Linked DNA regions of Mus musculus: all the other regions are linked to region 4. The links are chromatin contacts, called in public HiCAR-type and HiChIP or PLAC-seq maps. All regions are on one chromosome and are shown on one strand. The core of a region is the stretch at or near the end of the contact, and the rest is flanking DNA. Distances in the headings are between cores, read along the strand shown. Region 1 overlaps Med13l (mediator complex subunit 13-like). Region 2 holds the start of Rfc5 (replication factor C (activator 1) 5). Region 3 overlaps Med13l (mediator complex subunit 13-like). Region 4 holds the start of Fbxw8 (F-box and WD-40 domain protein 8).

Region 1 (5,027 bases), core at 535-3,034, 610 kb before region 4:
GAAGGCGTCACAGTGCGGGGTATAGGGAGTGCTCTAAAAAAGGCCGGGCATTTGCAGAGTGGAGCAGGCTCCCTGGCCAAGGCTGCAGGAGGAGCTGAGGCAGAGGGCAAGCGCTTCCCTTCCCGGTTAGAGCATGTTCATGATGGCATTGTACAGCTGCGTGAGCACCACGAAGTGGACGGGAAGGCAGGAAGTGCGGTCCTGGGTGGCTGGATTGCACGTGAGCCAGGATAGGGCGTTGTACTGCTCCAGCACAAACCTGCCAGGGAGAGCACAGAGGTCAGCTTCTGGGCCACAGGCTTGGGGTGTGTGGGGCCCACGTGGCCCACCCTGCGTCCCTGCACACCAGCATGGCCACCTCAGGGCCTCCAGGATCAGGAAGCCACTGAATGAAAACTGTTTCATGTTGGCTAGATGCCAAAATGAGAATATACTGATCATATTGAATTGTTCAGAATGTAATACTTTACTGACACTCGGCTTTCCAAGTTTCTCCATGTTATTCTGATGTGGTCACTGGAAAAAAATCAACAGGGATGGACAGGGCCTTGCTCTCTATGGCAGGTTAGCCTGATACTTTTGACCACAGCCTTAGTTGTCTGCCTGGGTGTGCATGGGTATCCTAGGTGTGCATGGTTGTACTTAACTTGCACAAGACCCTTGCTCTCTGTTCCATCAGAGACCCTGGGGGCCAAGTTGCTAGTGAGGCACCTGTCCATCGCCCATTTCCAAACCACAGTACATCAGAGAGCACCCAGAAAGGCTCAGCTCTCAAGGCACAGGATAGCTTCTGTCTGCTTGTTGTTTTGAAGATCCAGTCTTGGGTCTGGGGCAATATCTCAGCTAGTGACAGAAAGGCTGAGTGTGTGCCCCAGAACCCGTGTAAAGCAGTGAGCAACAGTGCACACTATAATCCAATAGCAGGAGGAGGGAAGGGGAGAGGAGGTGGACACAGGCCAATCTCAGGAGCACGGTGAGAGACAGGAAGAGACTGGCTGGCATCTGGCACGTGCATCCACATGCACACACATGCACATCCACACAGTGTCTCCGGAGCTCAGGCTGGACTCTGGGCTTGAACTCAGTAAGTAAGTAAGGATGACTTTCAACTCCTGGTTCTTTAGCCTTCTCTTTCAAGTTCTGGGATTACAGGCATGCACCATTAAATTTTATGCCCTGATGAAAACAGTGAAACAGAGTCCGTGCATCTGAGGTGCATTCCATAACAAAGAATTAGTGCTCTAGTCAATCGAACATACTTATCTGTGGCAGAGAAGGTCAAACTGAGTTTTCCATGCAGAGCCACTCCCAGGCTCTGCTCCCTAACCTTTGTTCTTCTGCCCAGGGCTGACACCTGCATCACCTCTTTGGAATAGGAAATGAAGTGTCCCTGCACCTCCTGTGTGGTGAACTGAGTGCACACACTGTGTGTCCCTGCACCGTGGGGAGAAGTGGACTCTGCTGCTCTGCACAAGCAGCAGTGTCTCTGAGCACCACCCTGTCCTGCACTCCTCAGGGGCAAGGAGGAAGGAGCGCCACTTTCCCACTCAGTCAGAGCTACCTTAGAACGTCAGATGTGGTCTTGGAGTCCAGAGGGTGTGGAGCCCGCTGAGAGGTCCTGGCAGGAAGGAGCTCATCGGTCTGCGCTACAGAGATGTGGTGATGCAGGGAAGCCTGGGGAAAGACCCGAGAACTTTGTTTCTTTCCAGGTGCAGAGCAGCACAGTGGAGAATGAGCGCGGCCCCAGCCCAGGCTCCGGCTCCTCAGTCATGCAGAGGCAGGCTGCTGTGTGCCTGAGTCCCAACTGCTGAGTCATCTCCTGGGACACACTACTGTCCTAGAGGTAAGCTCAACACTAGTTTCAGGGGCCTCTCTTTCTGGTCTAACCGACTTCATTTTGCTTCTTGAGAAAACAAGCTGACTGGTGTGTGTGCACTCAACAGCACACACGTGAGGTCAGAAGACAGCCTGGCGCACTGATCCCTGCCACCAGACGCACCCGGCCGGGGCTTGGGGGCTCTCTGACTGACTGGGCCATCTCACCAGCATACCTTGCTTCTAACACAACAGTCGAGCACATGAAACAGCAGTTCCTATGTAGTGCTGTATGCCCTGCCACCAAAGCTGGGACAGTGGCCACTATTTGTCACTTTCTTTTCAGTATTTTACCTTTGAAATATTTTAAAACAAACCAAATACTCTATCATTTCTCTTGTAAATTTAGGAAGTAATGCTTACAGATGAGAACCTTTAAGAACTGTATCGCGCGCGCACACTGAATGTGATTCCTTTGTATCAGCTAATGGGCTATATAGTCAAGTCTCTCTGATGTTCTCAAAACTTTCTCTTCCGTCCTCCAGCTATGGGCTAAGCTGCCGTGAGGGGTGTCGAGGCTCTGCAGTCTAGATGTGGCTCTTCATACTGTGGGGCTTCTCAACCCCTCTACCCTTCAGACCCCTCACAATCCCTACTGTCTGATCTGGAGATTTAATTGCAGGTGCACCTCCAGGGTGGGCAGGCAGAGGACCTCGAGGACAGGCAGGCAGGCGCATTCCACAAGGTGGGCACATAATCAGAGGACACAGAGGCGCTGACTGTCTGCTGTCCCAATACAGACAGAGACTAACCTCCACGAAGGAAACGGCCATTTCCTTCATGCTCAGCTGTCAGGTGAGCAAGGCGCTCCATCACAGCGTTCCGTGCCCGCCTGTGCCTGGTATCTCTGAGTAGAGTGACACACTACCGCCTGTTTGTCACCTCCTGTTTGGATACGACCCTAACAGTCCTGGGGACTCTCCCTGCTCTGCTGACTGACTAGGTGTCCCTCCTACACTGGAGTATTTCCCACAGGTTACTCCATGTCCCCTCCATGCCACACAAGAGTGGCTCACAGCTCTGCCCACTGAGACGACACCAGTGCTGCAGAGCTGGCTCAGCTGGCCCTTACTCACAGCACGGCATGCCGCTTCCCCTCATCTCTTGCTCCCGTCACTGGGCTGGCTTACTCTGTGGCAGGGTTGCTGTGCCCTTCAGCCTTGTTTCAGCTCACAAGTCATATGACCTCCCACCTCAGCCACCTTCACAGCCAGGCATGGGCATGATAAGTACCTACATCATTTCTCACATCTGCCAGCATCCAATGGCTGGAGGTGGGTATGCTGTGCCACAGGGGGAGCTCAGGGCTGTCATCACTCAGTTGACTCCCTTATAAGAGTCCTCTCCCCATGGCTCCCACCATGGTATACTCTCAAACCTCTCTCTCTTTCTGCCAAAAATGAGAAATGGATGCCCTCTGAGGCTCCTTTACACTCTGCACGTGTGGGCCTTGTTTTAAGGGCACAATCAATAAAAGCCATACAAGGAGGAAAACGCACAGATGTGAAAGGTTTGAATGGCCCTGGCTCTGCTCTATGGAGGACGGCTCCAGTATGCAGCCAGGTAGGACTGTGCTGTGGCTTCCTGGCAGTCATCAGTACCGACTAGGAGAGTCAGGTTGTGTGAACTCACTTCTTGACAGCAAGTCGGGGTCCCTTTTCTGAAGTCCACTCTTCTGTAACTAAAACCTCCTCAGACTTTAAGTGACAAGTGACACAGGAGCACAAAGAGCCTGGGTCAGCGAAGAGGAGATTTCTAGCTCCAACCAAATGAAAACACATGCCAGAGACTTGTCTTAAACCCCAGCGTGCATCTACCAACCTTCAGGAAGAGTGGGCACTGGTTCCGGGCCTGGGGGCACGATGACCAAAACCACTGCGGGAGGTTCTCCGCTTTGGCAGTGGACACAAAATACCCAAGGGCCAGGGGCTGCTGCTTGAGTTCCTCTGGAGCCTCCCGAGACAGAAGCCGCTCTCCCTGGCTCTGAAAAACAAGGCCCAAAGCACAATGAGCATCACCAGGCACTAACAGCAGCTTTCATCTTGACTATGCACACTAGTGACAGTCCCCTGCCTGCAGTACCTCCCACCAAAGCCCTTGGGGACTAAGCAATGTGACCTGGAATACACAGGTCTCTGCAGTGAAGTCAGGCATCTGACAAACACTATCGACCAGACAAAGGTTTTGGAAAAATGGATACAGTGATCCCAGAAGCACAAGGCACCCGCTCTGGAGCTGTGTGTCACTGCATGCTGAGATGGAAGACCCCAGCATCCTCAGGGGCATCTAGGACCCCTAGAGTGCACCTGCTCTCCATCATCACCTTCCCTGGATTAGAACTGAGCACCACAGCTCAGAGTCTGCAGGGAGCAATGCTCCTGCCACCCTGTGTGCTCGCTGTGTGGGAGTGCTGAGTGAGTGTGCTGTGAGTGAGTGTCGTGTGCCTCTCGGAGTCTTCTGTGCCTCTCTGCATCAAGCACTTCCCACCTGTCGGTGACTACTGAGATTTAAAAGGTGCCTTTAGTACAAGTAATGGTAAGTGGTCAGTTTGTCTTTAATGTCTCCTATGTAGAGAAAGAAAATGATCCTTATTAATTTACTACATCAAGTCCTATCAACTCTGATTCTGGATAGAGAAAAGTAAAATAAAATTATTCTGGCCAAAGATAAAAAGTGAAGTCAGGACACAGTAGAACACACACACACACATATCTGTGCACATAATCCTCAAACTCAGGAAGAAAGGTTAAGGCAGGAGGATCGGACTTGAAGGCAGCCAACTTGAGGCCTGCTGTGAAACAAAGACAAAGCCTTGACCTCCTGGTCCTGTGTGATGACTTAGCTAGGGATAAACAGTTCAGGAAGAAAAAACGCTCAAAGACTCTGGGAGGCTCCAGGCTGAGGGGCTCAGAACTGAAAGCATCAACAGCTGAGATCTTAGGAATGCTACAGTGAACCCAAGCAGTAAGCACATGACGGCGTCATGACGGGGTCACGGCGGGGTCACCACAGGCTGCCATGCACCAATCACGGGAATATGATTTCAAACTGCTAGAATAAAACCTGACCTTTCAGTTTCTGTCAAAATAAACATCAGGGAACAAACAGCTTGTCACCCCCTGGCCAGTAGCCGGAAGGAATCCCAGGCATTT
Region 2 (4,586 bases), core at 2,061-4,560, 770 kb after region 4:
AGGACCAGTTTAAAAGTCACACTGCATTGGGGTGTGGTGGCACATGCCTTTAATTACAGCACTTGGGAGGCAGAGGCAGGTGGATTTCTGAGTTCGAGGCCCGCCTGGTCTACAAAGTGAGTTCCAGGACAGCCAGGGCTACACAGAGAAACCCTCTCTCGAAAAAAGAAAAAAAAAAAAAGTCACACTGCTTTGCCAATCACATTGTGTCTAGTTGCTGATGCTCTATTCTGCCCTTGGAAACTGTATAAAAACTCACCAAACAGGCTGCCTGGGGGTACCACCTCTCCTTCGGGTGCAGGATGGAACAATAAACTCCTCTTGCTTTTGCATCGATCCCTGGCTCCACGTGGTTAGGGTCCCTGGTGGCTAAGGTTCAGTGGAGTCTTACAGACATGGTCTTTGAGATTGCAAAAGCTCCCAGAATCCATTTCCAGGTCGTTTGCTCTCCCCAACCCCCACTTATGGTTGGTGTCTCAAATGCAAAGTCTCAGCTGCTGCTCCAGTGTTGTGTCTGCCCGCTGCCTTGCTCCCAACTGTGACAGCCATGGAGTCACCCTCTGCAACTGTAATCAAGCTAAATGCTTTCTTTCTTTTTTTTTTTCCAGACCTGAGGACTGAACCCAGGGCCTTGTGCTTGCTAGGCAAGCGCTCTACCATTGAGCTAAATCCCCAACCCCACTAAATGGCTAAATGCTTTCTTATGCTAGTTGACTTGGCATGGTTTTTCTTCTTAGCAATAGAAAAGTAACCAAGACAGCCAAGCCTCCTAATCCTTTTCAAACAGTTCTACCAACTGGGGACAAAGTATTCAAGTAGATGAGCCTGTGGGGGCCACTCTCATGGAAACCACCACACCAACCCTTTCTTTCTTTTTTAAAAAGATTTATTTATTATGTGTACAGTGTTCCGCCTGCATGTATACCTACATGTCAGAAGGGGGCACCAGCTCCTATTCCAGATGGTTGTGAGCCACCATGTGGTTGCTGGGAATTGAACTCAGGGCCTCTGGAACAGCAGACAGTGCTCTTATGCTCTGAGCCATCTCTCCAGCCCAAAGTTTTGTTTGAGATGGAAAAAATATATATATATGAGAGAAAGAAAAGGTGAGCAGAGAGTGGCAGGAGGGAGGGAGTGTGGCATGTCCCCAATGTGTTAGCTATGTGGCTGTGTTGATCCCTCACAGCCATCCCTGTTATCAGTGTAGTGCACTGTGGCACTGTATCCTGTGCTTGCCACAGAGAGAAGTTATCATCAAAATCACCCCTGAGCCAAGTCAGGAGCATGGCATGTTAGTGATCTAAAGAACCAGTATTCACTCAAGTTGGCCTACAGAGGAAGCAGAGAGGCGGGGTACTGTCATCCTTGGAGTGCCATCTGATCTCCTTCTTCTGTGATGTGTTCTGTTTTGATTGAGACAGGGTCTCCTTTATTGCAGTGTTGATAAAAATCCCTTGTGTGCTGATAGCATTCCATGGGAGGGGGCATAAATGATGTCTACCCCTCCACCTAAGATTCCAGTGACAAACCGGGGCATGAGTCTACTGCCATACTTCATTTGGGGGAACCAATGAATTTATTGGGCTTCCTTACAGAGCATAGGTGAGGAGTACCTACAGGAGAGTGGGTTCTCCTTCCTCCAGAGATGGGATGGTACCAGAAAAGATTTGGCCAGTGGACAGCAGCTGGGCAGTGGTGGCACACGCCTTTGATCCCAGCACTTGGGAGGCAGAGGCAGGCAGATCTCTGAGTTCGAGGCCAGCCTAGAGAAAAAAAAAAAAAAAAAGATTTGGCCAACAGGGTAAGGGTTTTCCCATAGCTGCTTAGATAAAGACCTCTCTCCTAGTCTTTCTTAATCTGAGTACTCTAGTCTCCTCCCCCCACCCCTGCCCTCCAGGCAAGCCATGTGCAATTAAGGCAGAGTTGCACACAATAAATTATAGGGAGCCAGTGGATACTCAGGTGAGGGTCTTCCGTGAGGGGATGTAAACGGTCAAAAAGTCCAGCTAAGGTAATTCTTTTGTAAGTGGACACAGCTGAACTCCCCCAGATGGCAGCTGCTTGACTCCAAAGGTAGTTAAGTACACCACCAGGCTGGCCATGAGCTGGATATGCAGTCAAGGATGATCTTGCGATTCAAACGGCCAAGCTTGACAGCTAAGTTCGATTCCCAGGACGTCTGCATAAGAAAGAAGACCAACTCTTGAAAATTGATGCACATGGCCTCCACATGTGCAGCGAGGCACACACAAATTAATTAAAGTTAGTTTTCTTTCGAGTTTTTAAGACAGGGTCTCACTATGTAGCCCTAGCTGTCCTAGAGGCCACTCTGTAGACCTTGAACTCACAGAGATCCATCTGCTTCTGCCTCCCAAGTACTCGAATTAAAGGCATACCTGGCTCAAAGTAAAAGCTAAAGATGAAAATAAAATTGGTCACCAGGCAAACGGTGAAGCTCACATTTAATTAATCCCTGCACTTGGGAGGTAGAGGCAGGTGGATCTCTGGGTTTGAGGCTAACCTGGCCTACAGAGTGAGCTTCAGGATAGCCAAAGATACAGAGAGAAACCCTGTCTCAAAACTAATCAAATAAATAAATAAACAAACAAACAAATAAATAAATAAAATTGGTCTGTAATCCTCTTACTGTAGGAGAAAATGCATTTGTGTGTATAAAACACAAATGTTTGTATGTATTTATATGAATATATGTATGCATGTATGTGTATATATGTAACTGTATTTATGTGTATATATGATTGAATGTGTATGTTCTGTGTGTATATATATGTGTGTGATATACATGTATATGTGAGTATATATGTATGCATGTATGTATGTATGTATGCGTATTAACTGTGTATTTGTGTATACTTGTGTGTATGTATCTGTATGTGTATGTGAGTGCAGGCGTATATCTGTTTATATGTATGTGAATGGGGATGTATGTATATGTATATTTGTAACTGTGTGCATACCTGTATATGTACGTGTGTCTCTGTGTGTGTGTTGCTGGTTATGGAACCGAGGTTGCACTGACCACACACCTTGCTGCTCCTTGCGGCTTGCCCCTGCACTGACAGGATCGGGCCCTGGTGAGGCCCGCGGTGGCTCTGGCTTCAGCGCGCGGTCACCCTGGACCTCGTGCGAGGAGGCTGAGACAGCCGACTCAGGCGGTAACTCCGCTGCAGGCCGGCGCCTAGGGTTACCTAGCAACCAGCACCTTAGCAACGGGGAGGAGGCGGGCCGGGGGACGGAAGCCGGAAGCCGGAGGCGAAGCCTCGCGAGGGTTGGTTTGCGCGCGGACTCCGAGTGCGGCGGGTCAGTGGCAGGGACCCGCAGCATCTGTCAGTCATGACGGCGGCCGCGCCTTCGCAGCAGCGGCCCGCGGCGGCCCGGGCCCGGAACCTGCCCTGGTAGGAGCGGCCCCACATCCCGCTTCCCGCTCTTCCTCCTAGGAGCTTTGCAGATCCTTCCCCGCTCCCGGCCTTGGCGCCGCAGCCGCTCCTCCGCTTCCATACCTGAACGGGCTCTGAGCTCAGCTTAGCCATCCTCGGGGTCCTCGAGCATCGCCTCTGCGCTCCGATGACCCTAATAAATTGATCCTGGGTTTCTTTAGAAAGGTTCCGAGGACGGAGGAGTGGGTAGGCTTGGTTGGATTCGAACTCGTGTCCGAATTCAGCGCTTGCACTCTATCCCCTCTTTATTTGCGGGGGAGGGACCGTAGCAGCGCACCCTGGTGGAGGTCAGAGGACAACTTGCAGGGACCTGATCTTCCACCCAGGGCCCCAGCGCCTGCATTCTGAATGGCCCTACAGCACCTTAGCGGTGTTTTAAATGAAGCAAGCCTAGCCATGCTTTCATTTTCTTTTCTTCTGGTCTATCCTGAGGAGGAAGACTTGTCTCAGGCCACACGGTATTTAAATTCTCAGGACTGGAGTCACAGACCGTGTGGCCTTTTGAGTCTGGCTTCTCGAACTCAAGGGTTTTCTGTTCTGTAGCATGGTTCAGCACTCGATTCCCTCTTGAAAGCCACATCATAAGTGGATTGCCCGTTCTCTTGCTTATAGGTATTTGAGTATGAGTTCCGTTTGCGCAGTCTCAGCGCTGTTGGTGAGGGGCAAGGGGGAGCTGTCCTGCCCACTGGAGGATGTTAGCAACCTCCTGACTCCTACTCAACAGATGCTGCTAACACCCATTGCACAGTTAATACAGATAACTGGCCTGACCGATGTCCCCTGGGGGGACAGAACAACTCCTGGTTGTGAGAGCCAGTGCTCTGTTCAGACGCGAAGGGTTTCTCTTCCTCTGCTGCTTAGGATGTGAAGGGGCTTCTTTGCATGTAACAGAACATGGCTTGAGTATATAGATTGTAACTTAACGGTGAATCCTATTTCAGGGTTGAGAAGTACCGGCCACAGACCCTGGCCGATCTCATTTCTCACCAGGACATTCTGAGTACCAGTAAGTATCTGTCTGTTGCTGCTGTCCTTGTGGAGGGTTGGGTCCATTTCGTGATGACGATGTCTCTGCTGGGTGACCCTTAGAGGATGCTCTGAGCCTTTATAGAACCGGCCATGTGTCGC
Region 3 (4,997 bases), core at 903-3,402, 550 kb before region 4:
GAACTCAGCTGTGTTCCTTGTGGTCCAACAGCACCCAGCCATGGGCAGAGAGAAGAAAGAAGCTAGTGAGATTCCCTTTCGTTTTCCTTGTCATTGTAGAAGGTGACTTCTCCATCCCTGTGTGCACAACTCCATCTGAAATTTACTAAACTTTAAGGCAAGTCAGACTCATCCATTCAGATATCTGTCTTTAAAGATTTTCTATTAAGTAAAATTTACTAAGATTAATAATTCAAAAACATTGAGAGCAATTAAAGTTTATAATCATAGACAATGTTGAAGTCAACTCACCTGAATAAACATCATTATTCTACTTAGCAATGGCACGGACCAACTCTGCTAACAGTAATGAAGCAGTAAATGAAAGAATCCTCCATCCCCTTTACACTGAGTTCAGACATGCCCTCCTGATTGTCATCTCCCTTCACCGTGCTGAGAACACTAAGTCTGTGGTGCGAGTTGGCTCTTTTCTAAAGACTAGATGTCACAAAGGCTCTCTGGCTTTCTACCAAGCAACTGGCAGTACCCAAATTCCATCACTCCAGTGAGCAAGCCATCAGGAAGGAACTGCTCAGAGCAGGAGAGAAGGCCACTCTATCCCGACTCAGTAACAGCTGAAAGCACAGCAAAGGGGATCAATGGGTGACCTCAACAAGTAGCCACGTGGCATGCCATTTAAAGCTGCACATGATGTGATGCTGCCATAGTCAGAAATGGACAAAGATAACCACTGAGATTTCTACAGCACAATGTCTTAAAAAACCTCAAGCAAGTGATCCCCCACACCTATGTGTGCATGCAAGTCTCGGGGAAAAAAAAAAAAAGACTCCACTCTGAAATGTGGGAGTCATGTTATTGGAAAACTCACACACGGCATGGGTCACAAATGCCCCTGAACCAACTACTTACTTGTTCTGCCACCCAGACTACTCTGTAACAGCGGGCCACACAAGAACCTCAACATAAACAATGTGAGTGGACACACTTCCTCTCCCTGCAAAGGACAAATGAGTACCGTTCCTCAGAGAGCAGCACACGCCTGGCTCAAGAGAAAAAGAGTTTTCTCTGGCTCTGGTATTCTTACAGCATGTATCCTCAGGAGCTCAGCCTTCCATGCAGCTGCCCAGGGGAGAAGGGCTCCATTAACCCAGTTCCTCTTTATCAATGTCCCACAGACTGAGAACTTTAGATCCCTGTTCAGTAACAATTGGCATCGATGCTCAGACTCTTCACAGGTGGAAGTTGCTAGAAAATCCAGTCTGTGAGCATTGCCCCAGATTCCTTGGACCCTGATGCTCGCTCCGCCCCATATCCTATTCCATCAGGACCACACCTAGTCCCCTCTGCACCACCAAGCACACAACAGAGTATAGTCCATAAAACCACAAAAAGCAATCAGAGGGAAAGGGTTAAAGCCATGACATGTATTAATTTATTCTATGCAATGCATTTGTAATTCTCCCACTTTCAGTCAAGATCACAGTACGGTTTAATAGTCTGGTTCAGGGACCAATTAATCCTTTTATGTTTAAATCAATCACCGAGCCTCTCCAAATGATTCAGCTTCTACATGCTGCCTCCCATCTGATGTCTTTGGGGAGAGAGCACAGTTAACACTGTGTGCCACATTAATCACATTTGCTAATAGAAGAAGAAATGCATTACAGAGTAGTCTCACACAAAACCAGAGTATGCACTAAGCCATGTTAGCATACAATGTCTATGTCTTTGTCTCCTTAATTAAAACAAGCTAACTCAACGTGGGCCAACAGCACACCCTTCCCCTGTCTTCTCATGAGGTATACATGTGTGCAAGCATTCATCCTGGCCTTGAGTAAAATACTTATCCAGGAACAAAACTATTGTCCTGGCTTGATGCTCGTGTTTGTAGACCCGTCTCTCCCATCCCACCCTGACAGGATGAGCTGACATGCAGACAGGGAGAGGAGGAGCGCAGAAAGGCAGAGATTTGATTCAAAGTGGCATGTGTTTGGCACTCTGCCATAAGGCTGTGTCCTTTTACTTGAACAACTCTAAAGTCTATTTAGTGGGGTTAATTCCACATGATATTCATGGGTAGTCTGAAGAGCCTTACCACTGCATGCAAAACAGATGCACACATTTCAGACTATTTTGCCTAGATAAACTTGCCAAGTCCTGCACTGAGCTCAGAACCACAATGCTCTTGTGAACGCCGCGTCTCCCTGTGAGGAGCTACAAAGGAGGCAGCTTTCTGCTTTGCACCTGGATCTCCACCAGAACGAGAGTAGACGACTTCATATTGTGGTGGCTACATCTTGAGTTACCAATGCCTGATTCAGGGTCAGAAATTTCAAAGCTAAAATACTTTGTTTTTAGTGGTCCATGAGTAAGTGGTGCTCTTTTTGTTTTTTAATTTAAGCAAGTAAATTTCTCTGAAGAGTCTATACATGAAAGCCCACAGTGCCCATCAGCTCTGCCCACCAGAGAGAGTGACTGCAAAGCGAATCCAAAGCCGACAAGATGAGCTGTCACAGAGAGGCTACTTCTCTGGACATGTGGAGCATGACAATGGGAGAATCTGGTCAACACTATACTCATGGAAGAGTCCTCATGTCAGGCCCTCCTCACTAATCCGCCCAGATCAAGACTGGATCAAGGAAATAGGTTCCTGTTTCAAAGCTCAATAAAACCAGACACCGCTAACAAGATCAAACAAGTGAACCCAATTTCATGATGGGAACCATGACCTCATCCTAGATATGAAGTCGTCATAACAAACCTCCAGTCACACAGCGTGTGGCTTCCTGGTGACTGACAAAGTGTGTGTGGTTAACATGGGTTTATTCTCTCTTCTTCCTGGTTCTCCCTTTAGAAGACGCTGTCAAATGCTATGTAAGATTTAGACGGACCAAGTGTGGAAGAATCCCTGCACATCATCACTACAAGGCTCCCACGCAAATCTCTAAGGAGTGCAATGCACGACAACGGATAAACCAACAAGCCCCTGTGTGGGTTAACTGAGATATAAGGAGCTCCTGCACGGGGACTCCCTCAGACAGCGAATCCCCAAGAGGGAAACGTACTGCTCTGAGCTCACTGTGAGGCAGTCTTGCAGAGCACAGCACTGCTGGAAGTTGGACTAGACAGTTCAGTAGTAGAAGAGGGATGTGTAGTGTCTGTGCAGCCCTGGGAGCAGTCCCTGACAACTCACCCACAGTGGGTCAGTGAGATGGCTGGGATAAAGACAACACAGCTGCCAAGCCTACCTACGCTGGGACCTATGTGTGGGAGACAACTCTTGCAAGCTGTCCTCTGACCTCCACACATAAGCTGTGCCATGTAAGCAGGTTCACACACAATGAATGAATGAATGAATGAATGAATGAATGAATGAATGATTTTAAACTGCTCAGAGGTCCGTTTGTATACAGGTTTATCTTTTCATAATAGGATATGCTATAACATACATGTCATTGCTTGTGAGAGCAAATACTCTCATTCAGTTTGGTATGAAGGCATCAGATTCACAAAAACAAAGCAAAATGGCAGAGTAGGCATTACGGAGACACTGCCTCACACTGCTGTATCCACAGCCCTTCAGGAAGCCCGGGCAAGGGAAGCACACACACTGGCTTATCTTCGCTCAGAGAAAAGAAATAACAATTGATTATTGCTTTATGTTTTTTTCTCTTTTTAAATATTTTTTATTAGGTATTTTCCTCATTTACATTTCCAATGCTATCCCAAAAGTCCAAACTAAGTATGGAGAAACCAGGGTCTGGAGAGATGGCTCGGAGGATCAGAGCTCATCTTGCTGAGCACCCAGGCTTGAATCTCAGCACCCACACTGTGGTCCACAGCCCGCTGTTAACACCAGTCCTGGAGGATATGGTGCCCCCTTCTGGCCTCTGCAGGCACTGCATGCAGGTGGCACAGAGATGCAGGCAAAACACCCACATATAATTAATAAAAAAAATCAAAATATGCAAAACTAAATAAAACAATCACAAAGGCCTTGGGAATCATTGCAACACCTAGTGAAACACCAGTCCATCAAGCCATTGAACACTTAACGTTACACAAAGCTACTGCTGGGAAGCCATTGCCAAGCAGGTATGATAGCTGCACAAACTGACACTGAGGAAGACTGGCCACCTCGGCACAGTCTGGATGGACATTCAATGCCTTTGTCCTTCATTCAAGTACTGTCCGGGTTAATGAGACTAATTTAACATCACCCAACAACCTCCATCGAGCCTTCAACATGCAGACCCTTTAGCAATGTATATGTGCAGCAGTACAAGACATTACCATGGACTAAATACACTGCTCTGACTCAGAAGGGACACGCCCCACTACAGGATTCTAACACCCAGAGTGTCGTTTACTCCCCTATGCATCGGGTATCTGAAAGCTTTTAAATGAAAGAGGAGGGAAAGCCTCCTCCTATCCAGTGAGGAGGGAGGGAAAGCCTGTTTCTATCCAGTACCCGCATAGGCCATCCCCAAAAGGAACTCTTTAAGGGGGACATGCATTACAAAGTCAACCTGTCAAGGCAGCTCCTTTACAGACTGTATGTCAACGCTGGGAGAGCAGGGACTGCCATGTGCTTCTGCGCTCAGGCTCTCCTGACCCAATGTGCCTGTCATTTAAACAGTACTAGCAACTTGACACCCTTCATAGGCAACAAAACTGTGTCAGTGATTAAAACCCCAAATTAAAGAAAACAGATCAGCATAATGAAATAAAAATACTGCCCCCCCCCCCAATTCTGCAGGGTCTTCAAACAGGCCCAGGGTGTCTCAGGAGTAGTTCCACCACCCCTTCTACTAGGCTGCATCAGCAAACCTTCCCTATGGAAGGTTAGCTCCCCATGGAATTCCTGCCTCCACTCTTCCACCACCTAAGCTAAGCAACACCCTTGAGGCAGCAGGAAACTCTGAGAGAATTTAAGGATGGTAAGGGTGACTGGAGCAGCAGACTGGCCCAGGAAGTACAACTCATGCCAGCACGGA
Region 4 (5,155 bases), core at 2,654-5,153:
TCTCTGCCATGTCAGAGGAGGGCACTGGATCCCCTGGACTATGGATGCTGGGTATCAAACTCAGGTCCTTTGGGAGAGCAGCCAGTGCTTTTAAACACCATCTCTCCAGACCCAGGATTCTGTCTTTTCTTAAGGCTTCAGTTCTCAACCCATTCCCATCCCATACCCCATATCTCGAGTATCAGGTATTTACATTATGATTCATAAGAGTAGCAAAAATCTGGTTATGAAGTAGCAATGAAATAATTTTATAGTGTATGTGTGTGGGAGGGGGGGGGTTGCCACAACACGAGGAACTGTATTGTAAGGTGGCAGCGTTAGGAAGGTTGGGGCCGCTGCAGTCAGGTGACGTGCGGGCTTACTTCCTAGTGTTTGATTCACAGCATCTTTTTATTTTGTTTTGTTGTTTTTTTGTTCTTATTTTTTTCGAGACAGGGTTTCTCTGTATAGCCCTGGTTGTCCTGGAATTCGCTTTGTAGATCCACCTGCCTCTGCCTCCCGAGTGCTGGAATTAAAGGCGTGTGCCACCGTGCCCCGCAGCATCTTTTTGTTTTGTTTTGTTTTTTGAGACAGGGCTTCTCTGTGTAGCCCTGGCTGTCCTGGAACTCTGTAGACCAGGCTGGCCTCGAACTCAGAAATCTGCCTGCCTCTGCTTCCCAAGTGCTGGGATTTAAGGCATGCGTCACCACCGCCCAGTGCTACTCAAACTTTTATTCCTGGGTTTCCTGACTGCTAAGTAGTCACTCTGCATCTGGGAATTCATTACTCCTCTGCCTGCTCATCACCAGCTTCCAAGCTAAATGGCTGATCATCTACAAGTGAAGGGAGACAGCTGCAGCTAACTGTGCTAATGTAAATTTACCAACTGTGTTATGTGTTGTGATGGGGCAGGCACCATCTGGGGGATGGATGACCATCATGGGATGACAAGATGGCTTCAGAACCGGGAGAAGGAGAATCCAGTCATGACTTGAGATATAGAAGACGTGTGAGCCAGTGCTCACCAAGCCAAGGTGAGGAGATATCCCTGAGGCGGGCAGGGCAGGTGCCGGGCATGACTGTAAGAGATAACTTCTGGGGCTGGAGAGATGGCTCATCGGTTAAGAGCACTGACTGCTCTTCTGAAGGTCCTGAGTTCAAATCTCAGCAACCACATGGTGGCTCACAACCCATATACATAAAATAAATAAATAAATCCTATAGACCAGAAAATTACTCATAGCCGAGCTGGCCTGTAAGGCCACATGTCTGACAGGCTTTAAAATAAACTGGGTAAAAAATGCAGAGATGACCCACACATGGCTTTTGTTGATAAAACGTTGATGGAAGCAACAGAAGGGAAGGAAGATAAAGCCCAGACGGCGTAAGTGTGTACTCAGTTGATGAGGAAAGGAAGGGGCTTGCTCGCCTTTAGGTTCGAAACCTTTTTGTCCATTCAGCACACCCAGTCCTGAAGTGAAACTGGCACAAGCTCACTGCCCCGACTCTCCAGGGCTTCTATTACAAAGCAAGGATCACTGTGTCTCTCAGTTATGAAGGGGGAGGGGCGCCATCTTATACATGTCAACACAAAAACAGTTCTCACCTTGGATGGGGAAAACACATAGTTTATTCTGGAGCCAAACAGGGGTGACTCTAGTGTGGGGACCGTCATCTGATTCCAGGAAAGAAAGAGGGTCTGGGGAGGCTGGAGGTTAAGGAGATTGTGATGAGCAGAGTTCAGATTAACCAGCACACAGGCGGTTAGGCAAGCAAGCACTCAGCTGTCTGCAAGCACCCAGGCACACACTGATGTCCGCAGGTCACACACAGACTGGTACGTAGGCTACACAGAGTTAGGCACACAGGCCTACAGACACACACACACACACAGGCCACACAGAGGTAAGCACACAGGCTGACAGACAGCCACAGAGAGATAGGTGCACAGACCTACAGGAACACAAACAGGCCACACAGTGGTAGGTGCACAGGCCTTACATACAAATGGACACACAGACCACACAAAGGCATGTACACAGGTATACAGACAGACATGCAGGTCACACAGAAGTAGACACACAGCAGAACTACACACACACACACACACACACACACACACACACGAGCCTACCAACAGACACACAGGACGACTGATGAAGGCTCAGGCCTCTGACCTCAAGGCTATATTTATAGAGTCCATACAACTTTGGCTGTCTGCCAGAGGTGGCTGTGTAACAGATGACATCACTGTTTACTTTTGGGTGACCAGGACAGCCAGCGACAGCCATTTTGTGCTGACTCAGAGTGACCCCTCAACCGCATGTTCAGCCTTAGCCACCCTTGCCTACATCAGCACCCTGTTCTTGAAACATAAACTGGCCCTTATGTCTTTCCATTCACAACACACATCTGGGAACATGGACTTAGGTCACCCCAATCTCACGTCCCATTGTGTCAGAGATTTCATGAAAAGAACAAGGAAAATTAAAAAAAAAAAAATCAAGAGCAGTTTAAAATACATCGGTGGAAATATCAAGTAGGGGTGGGGACTCGCTGTTGTAGGTACTACCTGGTGACATTCTGAAGTTTTGGGTTGGTGGAAGATAGGAGTCGATGAGGCTAATATAGCAAACGGTTTCTCCTGACAGTCACAAGGGGGCTAGGTTTGACAGTCACAGGGGGGCTAGGTTTGACTGACAGTCACAGGGGAGCTAGGTTTGACACAGAGGCAGGAACAGAATGATTAATAGGGGGCGCTAATGATAGCCCAAGACAAACCATTATTACACTCTAGACTTGCAACATTCCAACCTTCCCACAGTGGCTGCAGTTCTGATGAGCTAAGCAGCCTTGTGGAAGACTCAACGGGAGGTGGGGGTTCCTTCCAGAACATTCCTTCACAGATCCTTTCCTACGGTACCGACTTTGGACCTGTAGTCCTGGAAATCTCTGCTGATTTTCCATAGCTGTTTCCCCGCCCCCCTCCCCACCCCCTGTTTATCAGCTAGTAGCTTAAATGGCATTTCCTCAGAGAGGTCTTCATGACAGCTCTTTTTTTGTTTTTGTTTTTGTTTTTGTTTTTGTTTTGTTTTGTTTTGTTTTTGTTTTTCGAGACAGCGTTTCTCTGTGTAGCCCTGGCTGTCCTGGAACTCACTCCATAGACCAGGCTGGCCTCGAACTCAGAAATCCACCTGCCTCTGCCTCCCGAGTGCTGGGATTAAAGGCGTGCGCCACCACGCCTGGCTTCATGGTGGCCACTAATTGGCTCCTCCCTCTGTCCATCACTTTGTTATCTGACCCGATTTCTTATTTTTCTATATAACCTTTCCTGCGGATTCAGACATTCACATTAAAAAGATCTTTACTGGGAGGCAGAGGTGGGCGGATTTCTGAGTTCGAGGCCAGCCTGGTCTACAGAGTGAGTTCCAGGACAGCCAGGGCTACACAGAGAAACCCTGTCTCGAACCCCCCCCCCCCCCAAAAAAATCTTTACCTCTGTTTTATTGGAATGTTAGTTTTAAGAAGGCAGAGATGGTTAATTGGGTGTGGTGTGTGTAGATCTGAAGGGTAACATCAGGTTGGGCTGGCTCCGCAGAAAAGAATGCTTGCTGCGAAGCCTGGTGACTTGAGAGTTCGATCCCTGAGACCCACTTGGTGGAAGGCAAGAACTGAATCCTCCAATTTGTTCTGTGACCTACACACACACACACACACACACACACGCACGCACTAAATAAATAAATAAATGCAATAAAAACCGCTACATTAAAAAACGCGACCTTTTGCAATATGTATATAGCAGCCATTTAAAGCATGGCTTGCTTGGTACAAAGGTGCCAAAAACAAGGGATGTCGAAGCAGAGGGGCGTGGCTGCCCGGAACCTACAAGACGCGCTCCCGGAAGTCTCCAGGCCGACTACGGACACTTCCGGCGGATGGACAGTCCGTCCCCATTCTGGCAGCCCCTGGGTGCCGCGTCGGCCTGGGCGCGTCAAGCATGGACGACCACAACCTGGAGGAGTTCCGCCGGCACTGGCAGGAGGAGTTGGCGCAGTCACAGGCGCTGAGGCGACGGCGGCGGCTCGAGGCTGGGGAGCGGCGGTCGCCGCGAAGGCCCGAGGCGGGAGCGCGAGGCGAGCCGGCCTCGGGCTACCTGGGGCTGGCGCAGGGGCTGCTGGAGGGCGCGGGCCGACCCCCGGCGCCCAGGCCTGGCCGGGGAGGCGACAGGAAGGATACGTCCAGCCGATCGCGCTCACCCCCAGACCGCGACGCCACGGAGCCCGAGCCGCTGGTGGATCAGCTCATCCGCGACTTGGTGAGTGGCCGGGGACAAGATGTCTCTCCCTGTGGGCCCACCATCTATGGTGGGGAAAGTCGCGGACGCGGGCACAGCGGGAACCCTGAACACCCAGATGTCCCTGGAACGAGTGGTTCTCCTTCAGCAGCTTTGCCTGTAAACATCTTGAGGTGTTGACAGTAGGTGTGTGCGCATTCTTGGGTTTGTAAGAAGGTTGAGGAATGTTCGCAAACATCCAGGACACCCTTCCCCCCCCCCCCCCCCCGGCTAAAAAGAATCCGCCCATAAAGGACTACGTGTGAGTTGGAGAAATACTATTCTAGAAACGTCCCAAACCATGGAAGAAAGGTTGACTTCGGAGAGGAAGGTCAAGAAAAAGCAGAGGACGGAATTAATGTTCTTTTTTTTTTCTCTGTATTTTTTTATTTTCCTAACGTAACGTGTTATCTAAATTAAAAAAATAAACCATAAATCAGAAGAAACGAAAGGACTACGGCGAAGAAGAAACCTTTGGTCAGTATTTTTAGGAGGCTCTTAGCCTTTGGAGGGCATGTGTCCCTCGGAGAATCAGGAACCTCTTTCTCCGGCCTCATTGACCAAGTCGGGAGAATCAAATCAAGACCCCTCCTGACAAGATCCATGGCTCCCAGGTTAAGAGTTAGGTCAGAAGAGAAGGCTTTAATGGTTTCACTCAAACCAGGTTCAAAGAAAATTTCTACAGCCCAGTGGGGGGGATACTTGTCTGTAAGTGAAAGTTGTTTAGAGAAATGATGGGAAAGGGCTGGAGAGATGGCTCAGTAGCTAAGAGCGCAACAGGCTTTTCAGGAGTTGGGTTTCTAGTACCCGTGCCAGGTGGCTTACGACCTCTTGTAACTG

Evidence for each region. HiCAR-type assays count read pairs that join an accessible place to other places. HiChIP or PLAC-seq counts read pairs in DNA pulled down with a chosen protein or histone mark.
Region 1: a contact with region 4 is called in an H3K4me3 HiChIP or PLAC-seq map of embryonic stem cells, with 6 times the contacts expected there. The contact joins the enhancer-like site here to the promoter of Fbxw8 in region 4. A contact is called at or near these places in 3 of 39 promoter capture datasets (cranial neural crest, neutrophils and second pharyngeal arch cranial neural crest), 1 of 484 Hi-C or Micro-C datasets (bone marrow-derived macrophages), 3 of 115 datasets of contacts at active chromatin or transcription factors (bone marrow-derived macrophages, embryonic stem cells and stem cell-derived neural progenitor cells) and 4 of 9 other capture datasets (adipose tissue, embryonic stem cells, liver and 1 more).
Region 2: a contact with region 4 is called in a HiCAR-type map of astrocytes, with 2.8 times the contacts expected there. The contact joins the promoter of Rfc5 here to the promoter of Fbxw8 in region 4. A contact is called at or near these places in 1 of 39 promoter capture datasets (liver) and 1 of 115 datasets of contacts at active chromatin or transcription factors (astrocytes).
Region 3: a contact with region 4 is called in an H3K4me3 HiChIP or PLAC-seq map of embryonic basal ganglia, with 3 times the contacts expected there. The contact joins the enhancer-like site here to the promoter of Fbxw8 in region 4. A contact is called at or near these places in 4 of 39 promoter capture datasets (the 3T3-L1 cell line, cranial neural crest, frontonasal cranial neural crest and 1 more) and 4 of 115 datasets of contacts at active chromatin or transcription factors (bone marrow-derived macrophages, embryonic basal ganglia, embryonic midbrain and 1 more).

The regions. Positions count from the first base shown.
Region 1 is chr5:118,757,933-118,762,959 of GRCm38.p6, reverse strand. It overlaps Med13l (mediator complex subunit 13-like), which reads right to left. Exons shown (of 31, transcript NM_172424.4): 29 at 3,697-3,858; 30 at 1,562-1,674; 31 at 1-259. The coding sequence ends at 127. Among named protein-coding and RNA genes, the nearest start is that of Gm42015, 83 kb to the left of the region's middle. Within about 2 kb of position 1,784, at least 17 of the 459 cell types and tissues checked have an H3K27ac peak or open chromatin away from gene starts, as enhancers often do. A contact at or near this core is called in embryonic stem cells, where this site is marked.
Region 2 is chr5:117,387,747-117,392,332 of GRCm38.p6, reverse strand. It overlaps Rfc5 (replication factor C (activator 1) 5), which reads left to right and starts at 3,310. Exons shown (of 11, transcript NM_028128.1): 1 at 3,310-3,416; 2 at 4,400-4,464. The coding sequence starts at 3,355. Gm15728 (predicted gene 15728) reads right to left here and starts at 3,211. Exons shown (of 2, transcript NR_166496.1): 1 at 3,048-3,211; 2 at 873-2,179.
Region 3 is chr5:118,703,221-118,708,217 of GRCm38.p6, reverse strand. All of the region lies in intron 4 of Med13l (mediator complex subunit 13-like), which reads right to left. Among named protein-coding and RNA genes, the nearest start is that of Gm42015, 140 kb to the left of the region's middle. Within about 2 kb of position 2,152, at least 22 of the 459 cell types and tissues checked have an H3K27ac peak or open chromatin away from gene starts, as enhancers often do. A contact at or near this core is called in embryonic basal ganglia, where this site is marked.
Region 4 is chr5:118,154,206-118,159,360 of GRCm38.p6, reverse strand. Fbxw8 (F-box and WD-40 domain protein 8) reads left to right here and starts at 3,903. Exons shown (of 11, transcript NM_172721.2): 1 at 3,903-4,297. The coding sequence starts at 3,980.